Linked DNA regions of Mus musculus: regions 2, 3 and 4 are each linked to region 1. Evidence: chromatin contacts called from public Hi-C and HiChIP or PLAC-seq data. All regions are on one chromosome and are shown on one strand. Each heading gives the region's core, a stretch centred on a gene start, on an enhancer-like site or on the middle of the called end of the contact. The rest is flanking DNA. Distances are from core to core; before and after follow the strand shown. Region 1 holds the start of Zfp536 (zinc finger protein 536). Region 2 overlaps Gm30912 (a long non-coding RNA gene). Region 3 has its middle 5.9 kb from the start of Gm51477. Region 4 has its middle 36 kb from the start of Gm51477.

Evidence for each region. Hi-C and Micro-C count contacts between places; a contact is called where the count stands out from the background. HiChIP or PLAC-seq counts read pairs in DNA pulled down with a chosen protein or histone mark.
Region 2: a contact with region 1 is called in a Hi-C map of cortical neurons, with 2.3 times the contacts expected there. The contact joins the enhancer-like site here to the promoter of Zfp536 in region 1. A contact is called at or near these places in 2 of 39 promoter capture datasets (embryonic stem cells and hippocampal neurons), 11 of 484 Hi-C or Micro-C datasets (the C2C12 cell line, cerebellum, cerebral cortex and 5 more), 6 of 115 datasets of contacts at active chromatin or transcription factors (embryonic basal ganglia, embryonic forebrain, embryonic limb bud and 3 more) and 1 of 9 other capture datasets (embryonic stem cells).
Region 3: a contact with region 1 is called in an H3K4me3 HiChIP or PLAC-seq map of neural tube, with 6 times the contacts expected there. The contact joins the enhancer-like site here to the promoter of Zfp536 in region 1. A contact is called at or near these places in 13 of 39 promoter capture datasets (the 3T3-L1 cell line, 3T3-L1-derived adipocytes, the C10 cell line and 8 more), 3 of 484 Hi-C or Micro-C datasets (the HPC-7 cell line, cerebellar granule neurons and embryonic stem cells), 11 of 115 datasets of contacts at active chromatin or transcription factors (craniofacial prominence, embryonic basal ganglia, embryonic forebrain and 7 more) and 4 of 9 other capture datasets (adipose tissue, embryonic stem cells, liver and 1 more).
Region 4: a contact with region 1 is called in an H3K27ac HiChIP or PLAC-seq map of embryonic stem cells, with 4 times the contacts expected there. The contact joins the enhancer-like site here to the promoter of Zfp536 in region 1. A contact is called at or near these places in 9 of 39 promoter capture datasets (the C10 cell line, the HPC-7 cell line, HPC-7-derived erythroid cells and 6 more), 17 of 484 Hi-C or Micro-C datasets (cardiomyocytes, cerebellum, cerebral cortex and 6 more), 25 of 115 datasets of contacts at active chromatin or transcription factors (astrocytes, cardiomyocytes, craniofacial prominence and 11 more) and 3 of 9 other capture datasets (adipose tissue, embryonic stem cells and liver).

The regions. Positions count from the first base shown.
Region 1 is chr7:37,768,120-37,771,499 of GRCm38.p6, forward strand. It overlaps Zfp536 (zinc finger protein 536), which reads right to left and starts at 1,633. Exons shown (of 6, transcript NM_172385.2): 1 at 1,477-1,633.
Region 2 is chr7:38,138,586-38,141,965 of GRCm38.p6, forward strand. Gm30912 (a long non-coding RNA gene) reads right to left here. Exons shown (of 3, transcript XR_391294.2): 3 at 3,285-3,380. Among named protein-coding and RNA genes, the nearest start is that of Gm30912, 4.0 kb to the right of the region's middle. Within about 2 kb of position 1,901, at least 11 of the 459 cell types and tissues checked have an H3K27ac peak or open chromatin away from gene starts, as enhancers often do. A contact at or near this core is called in cerebral cortex, cortical neurons and hippocampal neurons, where this site is marked.
Region 3 is chr7:37,431,774-37,435,153 of GRCm38.p6, forward strand. It overlaps a transcript of Zfp536 not described here. Among named protein-coding and RNA genes, the nearest start is that of Gm51477, 5.9 kb to the right of the region's middle. Within about 2 kb of position 1,573, at least 6 of the 459 cell types and tissues checked have an H3K27ac peak or open chromatin away from gene starts, as enhancers often do.
Region 4 is chr7:37,473,926-37,477,305 of GRCm38.p6, forward strand. It overlaps a transcript of Zfp536 not described here. Among named protein-coding and RNA genes, the nearest start is that of Gm51477, 36 kb to the left of the region's middle. Within about 2 kb of position 1,711, at least 10 of the 459 cell types and tissues checked have an H3K27ac peak or open chromatin away from gene starts, as enhancers often do. A contact at or near this core is called in differentiating embryonic stem cells, embryonic stem cells and rod photoreceptor, where this site is marked.

The DNA of each region.
Region 1 (3,380 bases), core at 383-2,882:
AATGAGCTGAGCACCATAGTTCCTTTTCCCATACAATGGCTATAACAAGACCTGAGGTCCTCCACATCCTCCACATGGGAGCATTGCTACCCGTTCACTCTCAAGAGTCCAGTTTCCTCAGATTAACGATGCTCTGTACATCAAAGCCTTCCAAAAGTTTTCCAAACTTTGGGAAATCGGGGGACCCTCAGTCCAGGAGTCTGACAACCACATTAAGTGTCTATGTTAGGCCCTCCAATGCAAAACCTGGGCTCAGTGGCCATGCTTTCAGAAGCTGACTCTTTGTTGGTCAGGTTGGGGTGGGGGATGCTAATTCCTAGGGCGCCGTGTCCTGATTGTCGGGGAGCTGGGCAGAGTGCTATCATTACCAACAACTCAGCCAGGCGGGTAATGGTGAGATCAAGAGACATTTGCACCGCTATCAGGATGACATCATAGCTAAAGCAGCCTTCAGCCAAAGCCCTAGGCTCTCTTAGAGTAGAGGCCAAAGGGCTATGGGGGGAGGTGCCCCCCCCCCGCAACTCCCAGAGCTGGAAGCTGAGTCTCAGGCCCCTGCCATGCAGGGTGGTGGGCCTTGCCCACAGCCAAGTTCCCAGGCAGGCCCAGAAATGGGAAAGACAGCTGGAGTCTTCTCCAACGCAATCTACTTTCCCCCTCCATCCTGCTCACTGCAAATAATACTACTAATAATAACATAGTATGCATTTTTTTCAACAATTTGAAATTGTGAAGCCATTTCCCTGACCAGGGTGGAGCCGGCATGCCATGCCCGCAGCTACATCTCTGCTGTAGAATTGATAGCATTTCCAACCGAATTGTCAATCTGTTGGTGGTGACCCTCTCTTAGGCAAAACAGCTCTCACTCCATTTTTTTCAAGCAATAGAAACAGAGGACGCTGAAGGGGAAGGCAGACTGGAAAGGAAGCCTTCCTACTCTTGTTTTGGTTGCTTTTCTTCCTTTTAAAGCCCAGCAAAACACAGGGGCGCACACGCGAGCGCACGCACACCCTGAGACACAAACCTTAGAATAATGGGGGAGGCATTTGGCGACAAACTGCATCAGCGGCGCGGCGCGACAGGCAACCAACCCCGCTCACTCGCAGCTCAGCTCTCCAAGCCGCGGCAGCGACGGTGGCGGTGGCGGCGGCGACAGAGACCCGTCACCCTCCCAAAGAACCCCTATGCTCAACTCTCAACTGTGTCCCCAAGATCTCCTCTTCAGGCTCGCCTCAACTATGCGCGTGGCCCAGTCACCTCACCTCGCCGGAAAAGTGGAGAGACAGGGTTGGGAGTTGTGTTTAAAAAAAAAAAAAAAAACAGCAAAAAAACAAAACAAAACAAAAAGTTCCTCGAACATCCAGCCCAGCAGATGCAATTCTCCCGCCCGCTGCACACTCTCCCCGAGCCGGCCGGGCACTCGCCCCCAGCACTGCGCCCTCACCTCGGGGCGCGCGGAGGGCACCGCAGGGCACTTACTTGGCACTTGCTTTTGAGTGTGCAGGTCGTCGCGGTTTTCACTTGGGTTTTCAAATAAGTTTCAGGGAGGAAGGAGGCAAAAAAAAAAATCCAATTATGCAAATGGACTCCGGCCGGGGGAGGCGCGCGTTGAATCTGACGCTGCTACTGTATGAGTTCTTGGAGCAGCCCCGGCCCGGCAGATTTATGGGGGCGCGTCACGGCTACGCCAGGTCCCGCCGCCGGAGCATCTCGAAGTTAATTAAAGCGGTAATGTCCACTTTCCTGGCGACCCTCCGTGCGTGGGTTTACTATTTCACCCTCCAACACGACCCAGGAGGGGACACTGATGTGCCCCCCACGCCCCTCTTCTTTCTCTCTTCTTCCCCCTCTTCTGCCTCTCTCTTTCTCTCCCTCCTTTTTCCTCTCTTTAAGTCGCCTGCTTTGCACTCAGTGAACAATGAACAAAGATGTGAGTGATGGGGAAAGATCGCCCCCCTCCCAGCCCAAGCAGTGAGCGAAGCTGGTCTCAAAGTCAAAATCCAGTTGTTAAAAACTGAGAAAGAAAACCAGGGTCTCCACGCTAAGCTCCCTTTCTACACACACGTACACACGCACGCACACATATGAGCAAGCACACCCCACCCCAAGTTCACCTAAGCCCTGCCTGGAGACCTAGGGACCGTGGGGGAAAAGCCAAGGCCCCGGCGCGCGGGGATGCCCAACTCGCGGTGGACACGAGGGGACAGCAGGGACAGGGGAGCTGTGCTCGCTCCGGCCAAGATCATTTCCCGCGCCCCTCCCAGTCTACTGCCCCCACCACTACCCACCGGCCCCCTCCCAACGTCTACACCGAGAGGCCTGGCCCCACGGCCCCGCTCCGGCTGCAGCCGGCCGGATGCGCTCAGCAAACGCGGCCCCTGTCGGATTTCTGCTAAACTGCAGAGCGGCGGCGGCGACTGCCCAGAGAAGCGCAGGAGGAACCCAAGGCCAGCTCGGCGCGCACTCACCCTGCTAGCCCGCTAGTCCTAAAGCCGGTGCCCCGGGCCGCCCACCCGCGCGCACCTCAGAGGATGCACACGCACAGCGCGCTCGAGCCCCGCAGGCAGGGACCGCACGTAGCCGCCGTTATTTTCCGCTCAAGTGAAAACTAAGGCGGCTGACGAATCACGTCTCCTGCGAGGCACCCGTTAGACAAAACAATATCCTGCAAACAAAACCCGGCCACCGCTGCCACCCGCGCGCCAGGCCGGGACCCCGCCCTGCTCCTCCCAGGCCCCAGCCCCTGGCTTCTGCCCGCACCGACCCCAGCCTTCCAGGCTTGCATCCTTCCAGGAAAGAACTCGGGGACTTGAGTGTGCGCTCACCAAGAGGCGGACAAACAGGAAGGACTCACAAACCGGGAGTGAAAAATGGGGGCCACTTAACTTTCCACCTGTCCCTAGAGAAACCTTGCGGGGAATTTTCTCCGAAGAGTTGGTCTCTCTCTCTCTCTCTCTCTCTCTCTCTCTCTCTCTCTCTCTCTCTCTCTCTCCTTTTCTCTCTCTAACTTCCACAGCGCTAATTTCCACCTTCCCTCACTTCTCATACCTTCATGTATGTGGAGATAATCTATATTGTAATTGTTTGCAAAATTGCAACAGATGGGAGCATCGAGATCTGGACACTTCTACTTCTCAAAGAAAACCCTCTTTTTATTTTTATTTTTATATTATTATATTTTTGCCTAAAATACATCTCAAGTCCCGCCTACGACTGTTTTCCTTAATTCATCTTCAAATTTAAAATAAAAATGCCTTGAAGCAAACAGAAAGGCTTATTAGCGACGTTCATTCTCGCTCCAGCCTTGGGTTGGGCTGAGGATGAGCCCCCGCCCCCCCGCCCGCAGGAAAAAAAAATCTTGCTCTTCCCAGGACCACCCCCCA
Region 2 (3,380 bases), core at 651-3,150, 370 kb after region 1:
GGATCGATCTAGTTTTGTTTTTCTCCTTGTAATTACCCAGTTTCCCCCAGGACCTTGTGGCAGAAGTTGTCTTTTCCCAGTGCATTTTAGTCCTTTTGTCAAAAATCAGTTGGCTGCAACCATGTGGTTTCGTTTCTAGGGCCTCTGTTCTCTTCTATTGGTCGGTGGGCAGGCACAGTCTTTGCTACAGTGGCTCTGTAGTCTAGTTTGAGGTCAGGCATTGTGATGCCTCCAGCACGATGAAGTTGGATCTGAATGCCCACGGGCTCTACAATGATCATTACGTAGTCTGTCGGGCCTTGTGTGCTCCCTGTAGATCCTGCAAGCTCTGGCCATTGCCTCTCATCTCTGAGCCTCTGTGCCAGCTATTGCGTGCATCTAAGGTTTCCTGGCTTGCTACCTCGTAGGGCTCTTGGGGGTCCCTAGTGTTACAGTGCTTGAGTAAGTATCCCGAAACCTGTCAAGTGCTATTTACAGGGTGGCACTATGCATGTGTGTGGGGTGATACTATTCCCAATCCCAGGCTAGAGGGGACCTTTAGGGACCAAAGCTCTGATCTCCCCACCTTCTCCTTAGTGTTCTCAAACACCAGGCAGATAGGAGAGGGGCGGCATTTTCAGATGCAAATGTCTCTCTCAATGGAGAAAGCCTTAAAGCCAACAGATGAAGTATAGAAAGAATGTGACAATTTCTTTAAGAATCTTCATTCTCTGGGTTATAACATTACTCGGGAGTGTATGTGTGTGTTGTGTGTTTTTTTAATCTTGCTATCATGAGCAGCAGGTAGCAAAATGTTGATCTTTAATGTGTTAGTAAAACAGCATACATTTGAATATTGGCTTTTTCTGCCATCTGTACCAGTTGACACTGTTTTTCATACCAGCTTATTACATTTCTTGTACAAACATACTTTTGGGTGTCTGTTGATTTATGCTATAGTTGCTCTGGGATTTGTGTTAAAATAGCATTTTAAAACTTATAAAATATTGCTATTTTTTCCCCCTGTTTGATTCGTTGTCATTTGAAAAAGCTCTGGAGTGGCACAAATTTCCCAAGGATGCAGTTGTCAGTTCTGGTGCTCTTGAGGGGGTAGAAGACTGGGATGGGCTGACCCAGAATGTTCTAGAAGGCCCAGCCATGCATCTCCAGGGTGCTGAACTGAGGTCCCCTTGGGGCACACTGCAGGCTCACGAGGGTTATGTTTAATCCTCCAAATGTTAGCAATAAAGATGAGATGCTGTAGGGTCATAGAGATGGCCGAGAGGTTAGGAGAGCGCACTGCTCTCCCGGGGGCCTGAGTTCGGATCTCAGCACTCATGTCTGGCAGCTTGTGACCTCCTGTAACTCTAGCTCCAAAGGGATCCTGTACCTCTGGCTCCTCACACACACACACAGAGACCCATCACATATACACAATTTAAAAAGAAAAATTAGAAGATAGTGTGTCTTAATAAAGCCTTTTTCACTAGGCAAGTGTTCTTCTGCTGAGCTCTAGGTCCCTTTTAAAAACATTTTATTTTTTTTGACAGGCTCTCATCAAGTTGCCCTGGTTGGCCTTGAACTTACATTGTAGCCCAGAATGACCTTGGATCTATGACCCTCCTGCTTCAGCCTCCCAGGAGTGGAGATTATAGGTCTGTACCACTGTGCCCCAGAGTAGTCCTACCCTACTTCTGAAATAGTTCTCTTTAACAAACTCATCAGCTCATCTCCCTAAGATGGCTTGGTATGAGGGTAGCGCTCTCATCTCCAGGCACCACAAATCCGGGGCTCCCTCATACAGAGCTTAGGGGGAACATCCTGGCATTCTGCAGTGTGGGGCTGGGGCTGGGGCTGTGTTACGGTGTCTGAAATAGGATTCCTCAGAGCCCTGGGGGAGGCGTCTCCCCAGTGGATGGTGTCTGCAGCAGGCTGGTGCCGAGGCGAGGCATTCTGACACTCTAAAAAAACCAGTGCAAACTGCCACAGATGGAGGAAGAGCTGAGATTCAAATTGCAGGCTGTTTTCTAACACGTTAAAGATTTGTGTTTTTACTCACTGCTGAGCACGGAAGCAAGATGAGTTTTCTTGTTGTAAAGACTTAGCAGGCAGCAGATTCCTCCCTCTAAGCAACATTGCCAGTGTGGGGCGGTGTACCCTTCTCCCCGTGTCTGATACAGCCCAGGTTGGAAACGCAGCCCCGCTCCTGCTCCCGGAACTCTGCCCACTCAGACCTTCTTTAACCCGTGTCCCCTTCTTGCTACCAGGCAAGTTCTGGTCCCTGTTGTTAAGACTCAGCCCAGTAATGATGCCAGGGCTGAGAAGTAAAAAGATTTGACATTCTAGCTCACTCGGGGATTCTCAGCCTTCCCAATGCTGCGACCCTTTAATACAGCTCCTCGTGTAGTGGCCCCCAGTGCCAACTGTAAAATTATATTCATTGTTACTTCATAACTGTAATTTTGCTATTGTTATGACTCGTAATGTAAATATCTGATATGTAAGATATCTGATATGTGACCCCTGGGAAAAGGTTGTTTGACCCCCCTGCCCCCAAAGGGTTGCAACCCCGACGTTGAGAACCACTGTGTAGTTTCTAAGCCTAACTCTTCACATGCTGTCTTGTCCCAGAGAGGGACTCCAGGTCCATTGTGCAGAAAAGGAGACTGAGGTAGCAAGTGGTAAAATAACCTGCTCGGGGCCGCACAGCAAGAAATGCGGTAGTATTCAAGAACTGAGCCTGCTCTGGTCTGCCCTGGCACTTATTCTCAGAGCACAAGATCCCCCCTCCCCCACCACCACCACCAAACACCTTGGCTCCCACGGGCTCTGTGTTTTCAAACTCAGCTTATGTTTCTTTGTCTTTCTTGAATCTCAGCCCGGGCCTAGGGAAATAGCAAGGGCTCTTTGGGTCTAAAATAAGGAGTGGGGCAGAGATTCTTTCAAAAAACAGAGAAGTGTGTGTGTGTGTTGGGGGGTCCTCACTATGTAGCCCACGGTGACCTCAAACTCATACTTTATCTGCCTCAGCCTCCTAAATCCTAGGATTATGAGTGTATGCTGTCATGTTCAGTTCATTACCTAATTTTAATTTTTACAAAATGAGGGTCCTGTTGGGAACCTGGATAGGAAGGTTTAAGTTGTACCCAAAGTAATAGGAAAGAGTAACAAACAGGACACAGCTCATATCTACCAGTGCTTGGTCTGCGAGAAGACTGTCCACAGGCCTGAGGACCAGGAAGAGGTGTTTGTTTCTTCTGATGCTTAGAATAGGCTACCTGGAATGAGGACTCTCTCAGGCTGGCACCAGGGTGGCTGTCTTCTAAAAAGATCCACAGGGCTGGGCGCCCTCTGCTGGACATTTCTGGCAATGCATGTAGAGGAACTCAGTGGTCAGTAGT
Region 3 (3,380 bases), core at 323-2,822, 340 kb before region 1:
AATGTGTCACTTGAAGCAGCCAGAGAGTTTCTTTTATTACGAAGTACAAAGGAAAAATGAATGGCTTGCATTTTCCTCTCTCCCTCTCTCTCTCTCTCCCCCTCCCCCCTCTGTCTGTTTGTCTGTCTGCCTCTCTTTTCTCCTATTCCTTTCCAGGCTTTCCTATTTTCCCTTCATTCTTTGTAATATATTGTGCTTTTCAGTCAAACGGGCTTTTATTTAAATGGTTGCCTAAAATAGCTCGGCAGCATTAGGTCTGTACGAAGGAAGAGCAGTATGTTCCACAGATGATCTTTGCTTTGGTCCTGGGAGGCAAGAGCTCATGGTCACAGAAGGGCACAAATCTCTCTGGGATGCTCTAAGCCCTGAAGCAGGGACTGGGATGGGGTGGCCTGTGGAGATGGCCCCTCCCTCTCTTCATCCCATCTTTCCTTTACATAAAATCTCATTCTGTCTTTCTCCATCTCCTGAGCCTTGGGCGACTATTCTTTCTGGGCAATACCTTTTACAAAGAATCATGTCAATTGTGAAGACATAGCTGGACTCCTCAAGGAGTTTGGATACAGGGGCTATGTAGGGAAGACATGCCCCACCAGCAATAGGTAAGTCGATGATGCCCTGCATACTGAGAATCCTCCAAGAACCATCTAGGAAAACCACTTAGGAAGGGCAGATGGTAGGCTGACGTAGGAGGGACAACTAACCACAGTTGGTCTTAGAATGCAGAATGCTATCACTACCCCCAAATCCCCAGGAATTCAAGGTAATGGGGCAGAACCCAGTGTCTCCTTTACCCATGAAGAAACTAAGATCAGAGATCAAACCACAGAGGCTCAAACACAGAAGCCAGATAGACCAAAGTCTCCTGATGGCCTTGTCCTTTTCCATGGAGACTCAGGGCTCTGGCTTCTTGGCCACCCTCTCTGAGACCTGCATATAGGCTGTGCCCTGGGATGTTCCAGCCCAAGCAGATAGCATCTTGTAAGGCACAGCCTCCTCTTGGAGGACCAGCAGGCCACCAGAAATGCTGGGCATTCTGTAAGCTGCTTCTGGGGTACAGCATGGAATGTCAGCCGAAGAGGATTTCTGGAAGCAGTTAGGGCATGCCTGTGGTCCCATCTCTCATTCCTACACCAGGCCCTCCTCTCTGCTTCTATGAGCCAGGCCAGCTCCACTTTGGTTTCACTAGATAGATATAAATTCCGAGGCATGGTGTCTCTTTTCGGAAGAGTCAGGGGAAAAAAAGAATGAAGGACAGATCAGCTTAATGCCCCCTTCAAGGGACGCAGGATCACGAAGCTTGAAAGCCCTGAGTGTACCCCTGCTTCTTTTCAGCAGGCTCCACTGGCGTCCTGGGGACAGAGGCCTAATGATCTGGTCAAATCAGCCATTTAATCCGTCATAGTCAATGCCATGTGGAGAGTCCAGCAATTTGTTACTGGTTATACAAGGAAGCCGGCAGCCAGTGAGGGAGGAAAGGAACGAGGAAGGAAGCGGGCAGGGTAAGCCTGAGGAGGCTGAGAGTGGGGGGTGGGGGACCCTGCAGCCTGATCTTGCATCTCACCAGCCATCATACTGAAGGCAGCCGCTGAGACACTAGATAAAAGACCCACTTTTTGCAGCTGTCCCCAGAAGGTACACAAGAGGGAGTGTGCAGAGCACCTGGCTTCCTGTCAGGTGTCTGTCACAGATGCTGGCAGCTGGGTCAAGGGATAACAGTGGGGATGATGAGGTGTGGGTAGGGCAGCCATTGGGCATCGTGGGATGGACGTTTAAGAGATAGACCTTCCCAGGAAACAGAACAGTCCAGGCTGTTATTTGATGCGTTCTACAAAATGCAGCTCACCTTCTCACCGTGGCTTCACCCTGACCACCTATTTGTTTTAGTAAATGGCAGGGTCAAACTGGGCTGGCTCTTCTTCAAAGACACTTGATGATCCCATTAAATCTAGCCACTTCCTCTGTCTCTTCTTTCTGCTCCCCCCCCCCATCCTTACCCTCCTTCACCACCTCTTTCTAAATACCCTGCCTTCTTCTTCCTTCCCAGAGCCTGGGCAATTCGGCTTTGAAAGCTTCAACCTATCTAACTTTGGCATTCCTTCCGAGTTATCAGAGGGCCAACAGCATAGGAACACATCAGCTCTCAAGACCAAAGATATGGGCTTTGACATCCCAAGGGGTCATTGAAAGTTGGGACCCACCTTGTTTCCAACATCCTTTATTATTATTTTATTTTATTTTTTATTTTTTTAGTTCTTGGCCGCCAAGAAGTGAGGTGGGTGCAAGGGGAACGGGGGAGATAAAGACTGTAGGGTCAGAGCCAAGACTGGCCTCACTGAAGACTAGACTAGTGGGTTTTACTCTGCCAGGCCTTGCTACCACCTCTGGGTTCACTTTGTTTGTCTACTGTTTAGGAAAGTCTCCATTTCACGAGGGAGGAGTGGGCTGGGGGTCACTGGCCAGCTGGTAACTCTACAGAAGCATCCGAGTGCTCCTGGGGCAGGACACACGGGACGCCATCTGAGCTTGTAGTTCAGCTTCACGGTCAATTTGACTGTTCAGAGCACTACAGAGTTCTGAGGAGGGTAACTGATTGGAAAGAACCTACCCTGAACTGAGACAGTATAGCCCATGGGTTGGCATCCCTGCTGGAATAAAAGGGTGGAAGGGAAGAAGCAGCTGGGTTTCAGTGTTCCTTTTCTCTGAGCCTAGTCCATGATGAAGAACCTCCAGCCATGATGTTCTGTCCCAGCATAGGGCTGTATAATGAACCCTCTGAACTCAGGAGCCCAAACCCCTCCTCTTCCTCCTCGAGGCTGTTTGTATCGGGTGCTTTGATCTGATGAACACCTAATGAGGAAATACTGGGTGATGTCAGCACAGTGATTATCCTACCATCAGCATCCTGAGGGCCCTTCCTTGTCACCTAAGGATGACAAGAAGGCCTCCCTGGGATCTAAGGGACACGGGGTGGTGCTCACCCTAAGCCTAGAGCCCCCTTGAAGCAGGGATAAGATCTGATACCAAGCAGGAGGACGCAGCATGGCAGAACAGGAGAGCAGCAGGCTGAAGGAATGGAAGGAGACTCTAGTCGGCTCCTGCTTCCCATCAGAGCTGTGGGTACCACGGCCTCCCACTAGAGAGGCAGTACCTCCTGCCAACTTGAGGCCTCGTGGTTCTGAAGCAGCATCCCCTCCCTGAGCAAGTGGCTGCTGTTACAAAGACCCCGAGTATTTGCACAAAGGGGATCTTTTACAACAGGCTTAATGAGAGGTTCTGTTCCAGCTACATGGAGAAGAGGTTGAACTTGACGGTGGCTTCTAAATGGTATGAGCGTGGAAACCCTCAGCAAATAATAAACGCATTTCAAGCTTTATACC
Region 4 (3,380 bases), core at 461-2,960, 290 kb before region 1:
TCTGTCATCCTGCCGAGCAAACGACACCACAGCAGTCCCGCTCCCTTCAATTTAGAAAGAGGGAAGAGAGGGAAAAGGATGCTGTGAGATTTGAAGGAAAGCGCTATCATCCGAGGGGCTGTCTCTGTCAGTCATGGCACCCACACACAGCGCTAGGTGAGGGCAGAGGATAGCCGTCCCAGAGTGCCAATATCATCAGAAGATCCTACCTACAGGATGTCACCTGTGACACACACACACACACACACACACACACACACACACACACACACACACTCAGAGACCAACTCTCGATAATCAGCTGAGAAGCAGCCAGCAGGTCCAGACAAGCACAGTAAGGTGGTGAATTCCAGGAACCTATGAGGCTCTGACCTTGTATTTCACAGTCGTCTTTCCAGACGACTTTCCTGTGCACTGACTGTGGCATGGTGACATGAGGAAACACAACTTTCCATCACACTGCTGGAAAGTAAGACTGGAACCACCTTAGTGCTAAAGGGACAAGGGCAACTTAAAGGCCTTGGGCCGTGCCCGTGCTTCTTCGTAATACCTTCCACTGGATACTCATCTGATCTGGGGGCGTCTGCCCCAGGCGCTTAGGTGTCTGCCATCTTAATTCCTCCCTGCACTTCTGTCGGTGGAGGAGAAACATCTGTTGTAAAAGATAAGCCACAGCTGTTCCATCTCTTTTGCCTGTGGTGTTGTGAGGAGATGGGAAGGGGTACCTCCCTGTGCTCTCTCTCTCTCTCTCTCTCTCTCTCTCTCTCTCTCTCTCTCTCTCTCTCTCTCTCTCTGCTCTGGAAATAACCCAGGAGCACATACCTCTTTACACTAAAGCAGGGGCCAGAAATTCTAGCCTGTGGGCCAGTTCTAGTCATTCCCTTGCTTTAATTAATAAAGTTTTATTGGCACACACTCACACTGTCTATAGCTTTAGTGCCACCCAGCAGTGAGGAGTCATGAGGGTGCTCATGGTTTGTAAGCTGAAAACAGTTGCCCTCTGACCCTTCAGAAGATGTCTGTTGACCTTTCCATTCTAGGCTTTGTAGCTGGAAAAAAAAAAAGCGGTATCTTCAGAGTGTCCATGCAAGGAAATCACGGTGGGGCAGAAGTCGCCTTTTAAGATAGTTTAGTTTGGTCACTGTATTTCATCACATCATACAGTTTAGGACACATGATGTAAGAAAGTTGTGATGCCACCACCATGGTGTTGGGACATAGGTTTCTGCTCTCTCATCCTGGCAAAATGTAGTGGGCCTTCATTCCACAGTTCACTGAGGATAAAGCATTGGGAACATTGGAGCTATCTATGCCTTCCCTCAGGCTTCCTCCCACCCGTGAGGGGATCATCACCTGGCCTGGGAGCTGCTGCACACGGGGCCTCATCACCACAGTGGCTTGCTGATGGAGCCTCCAAACTGGGCTTCCTTGAGTGGTAGCAATTCCAGGGCAGAGCTAAGGGTAAAGGAGTTATGATCCCCCCACCCGAACCCCCACCTGCCTCTTAACCTGACAAGAGTTCTGTGTCCTGCCCTGAGGATTCAGAAAAGGACATGGAAAGCTACATTTGAGAAAGCTAACACAGCAATTCCAGACAGCTCTGGCTGGAGGCTTCAGCTTCAAAAAGTGAAGGGCAGGGGTGTGCCCACATTCCTGGGATGCAACCAGGTCTTTAGCATTTCTATGCAGCAATGTCCAGGTGCAGACTCAACACAGCTCGGCTGTGCCTCTCACACTCTCCTGCATCAGCTCCTCAAGCTGTACCAGGAGCCTGCCTCCCCTGCCTGCCAGTGGATGGACATGGCTCTAGTCCTCTGTACCCCCCACCCCCACACACACACATTTAAATACTGATGTGAGAAGCTCATTCCATTGCAAAGCAAGGTCAAATCCACTCTAACAATACAAAGGACATATCAAGGCTCTCCGGTGGCACTCCTTTGCCCTTTTTACACTGTACAGCAGAATAAGAGAGTATGGGACGTGCCTGGATCCTGACACTCACCTCCAGAAGCAAAAGTTTTGGCTAGACTAAGATGTCCTTTAACAAGACCAGACCAGTGGGACCTGACCCTCTCTAATAGCAACTTAATAAATCATCTTCCAACTGACTCTGAGATGACTCAGGATCTCCCACAGGATCATCTGTAACAAGTCCCTGACACGCTGATATACCAGCCTTTAAGCAAGGTTCTTTTGAAAAGTTATCATCTTGTCTTCTACATGGGCTGTGCTATGGGACTCATCACCCAAGAGGATGGATGGAGTAACCTCTCCATCAGCTTGCTCTCCTGCATCCAGGTCAGAATGTATTAGCTATAAATGGCTAGTGCACACAGGCCAGGACCTAACACCCGGGGTATAGGACTAACATTCTAAGAGTTAGGAGGCAGCAGTGCGGCAACTAACATATCAACCTGGGTGTACAACTTTCAACACACAGTCCTACATATAACAGGAGAGAAGACTGCTGGTGGGTAAGAGAGGGAGGGGTTCCTGAGTTCTGTATGGGTCTATATGATGCAGGCAAATTTTTACAGATTGCTTTCCAAGTACTTTTAAGAGAAGAGAGTTCTTCCTTATACAGAAGAACTTCAGTTACAGCCACTAGAGTTTCTAGGGGCATCGGGCAGGATTCTAGGCCTACTTAACAGATGAAATGAGGCCCTAAACTCTGAGATAAGCAATCTTGGAATAAGGCATTGGTTTGGCAAAGCCCGGCTCTGTGAGGAAGACTATCTGTTGATTGGATGGACCTGTTTGCCGAGTCACATCTACTTTAAGTGGGGCAGAGAAGAGGTAAAGGGTGGGGGTGTTTTAGGCCATGTGCCTTGAAGCTGGTGGTCATCTGTAGCTTACAATATGCAAACTGTTCCGTGCAAGAGAGAAAAAAACTAGACTGAGGAGGGAAAAATAATGTTTGTTTCTTTCTGAAATATCAGTTCTTAGCCAAAATGACAACTGCTTTTCTGGGTCCTACACCCTACCACACCCATCAAGAACAGGAGATTATAATTAATTATGCTGGGCCTGATGCCTGGGAACCACAAGACAAGAAGAGCCATCCCACCTGCTACCAAACCACTGCAGAAGCTTCTAGAAGAAATGGAGCCAAATGAAATACAGAAGCGATATGCTCTGAAAATAGACGGCCAGTGGCCGGACTGAGGTTTGGTATTTTAGAGCTGGATCCTTGGCTGGGGGAAGCTATCAGGAAGCCTTCCTCTCTTGCTGGTCCGAGGGTCTTCATGTACTTAAAAAGAGAGGGGCCGTGGTTTGCCTTCCAAACCATGTGGTTTGTCCTTCTAGCCAAACGCGGTTTGCCTAGGGACTGACAAGTTGATGGAACAGTTTTGTTGCATGTACCACCATAGCAATGT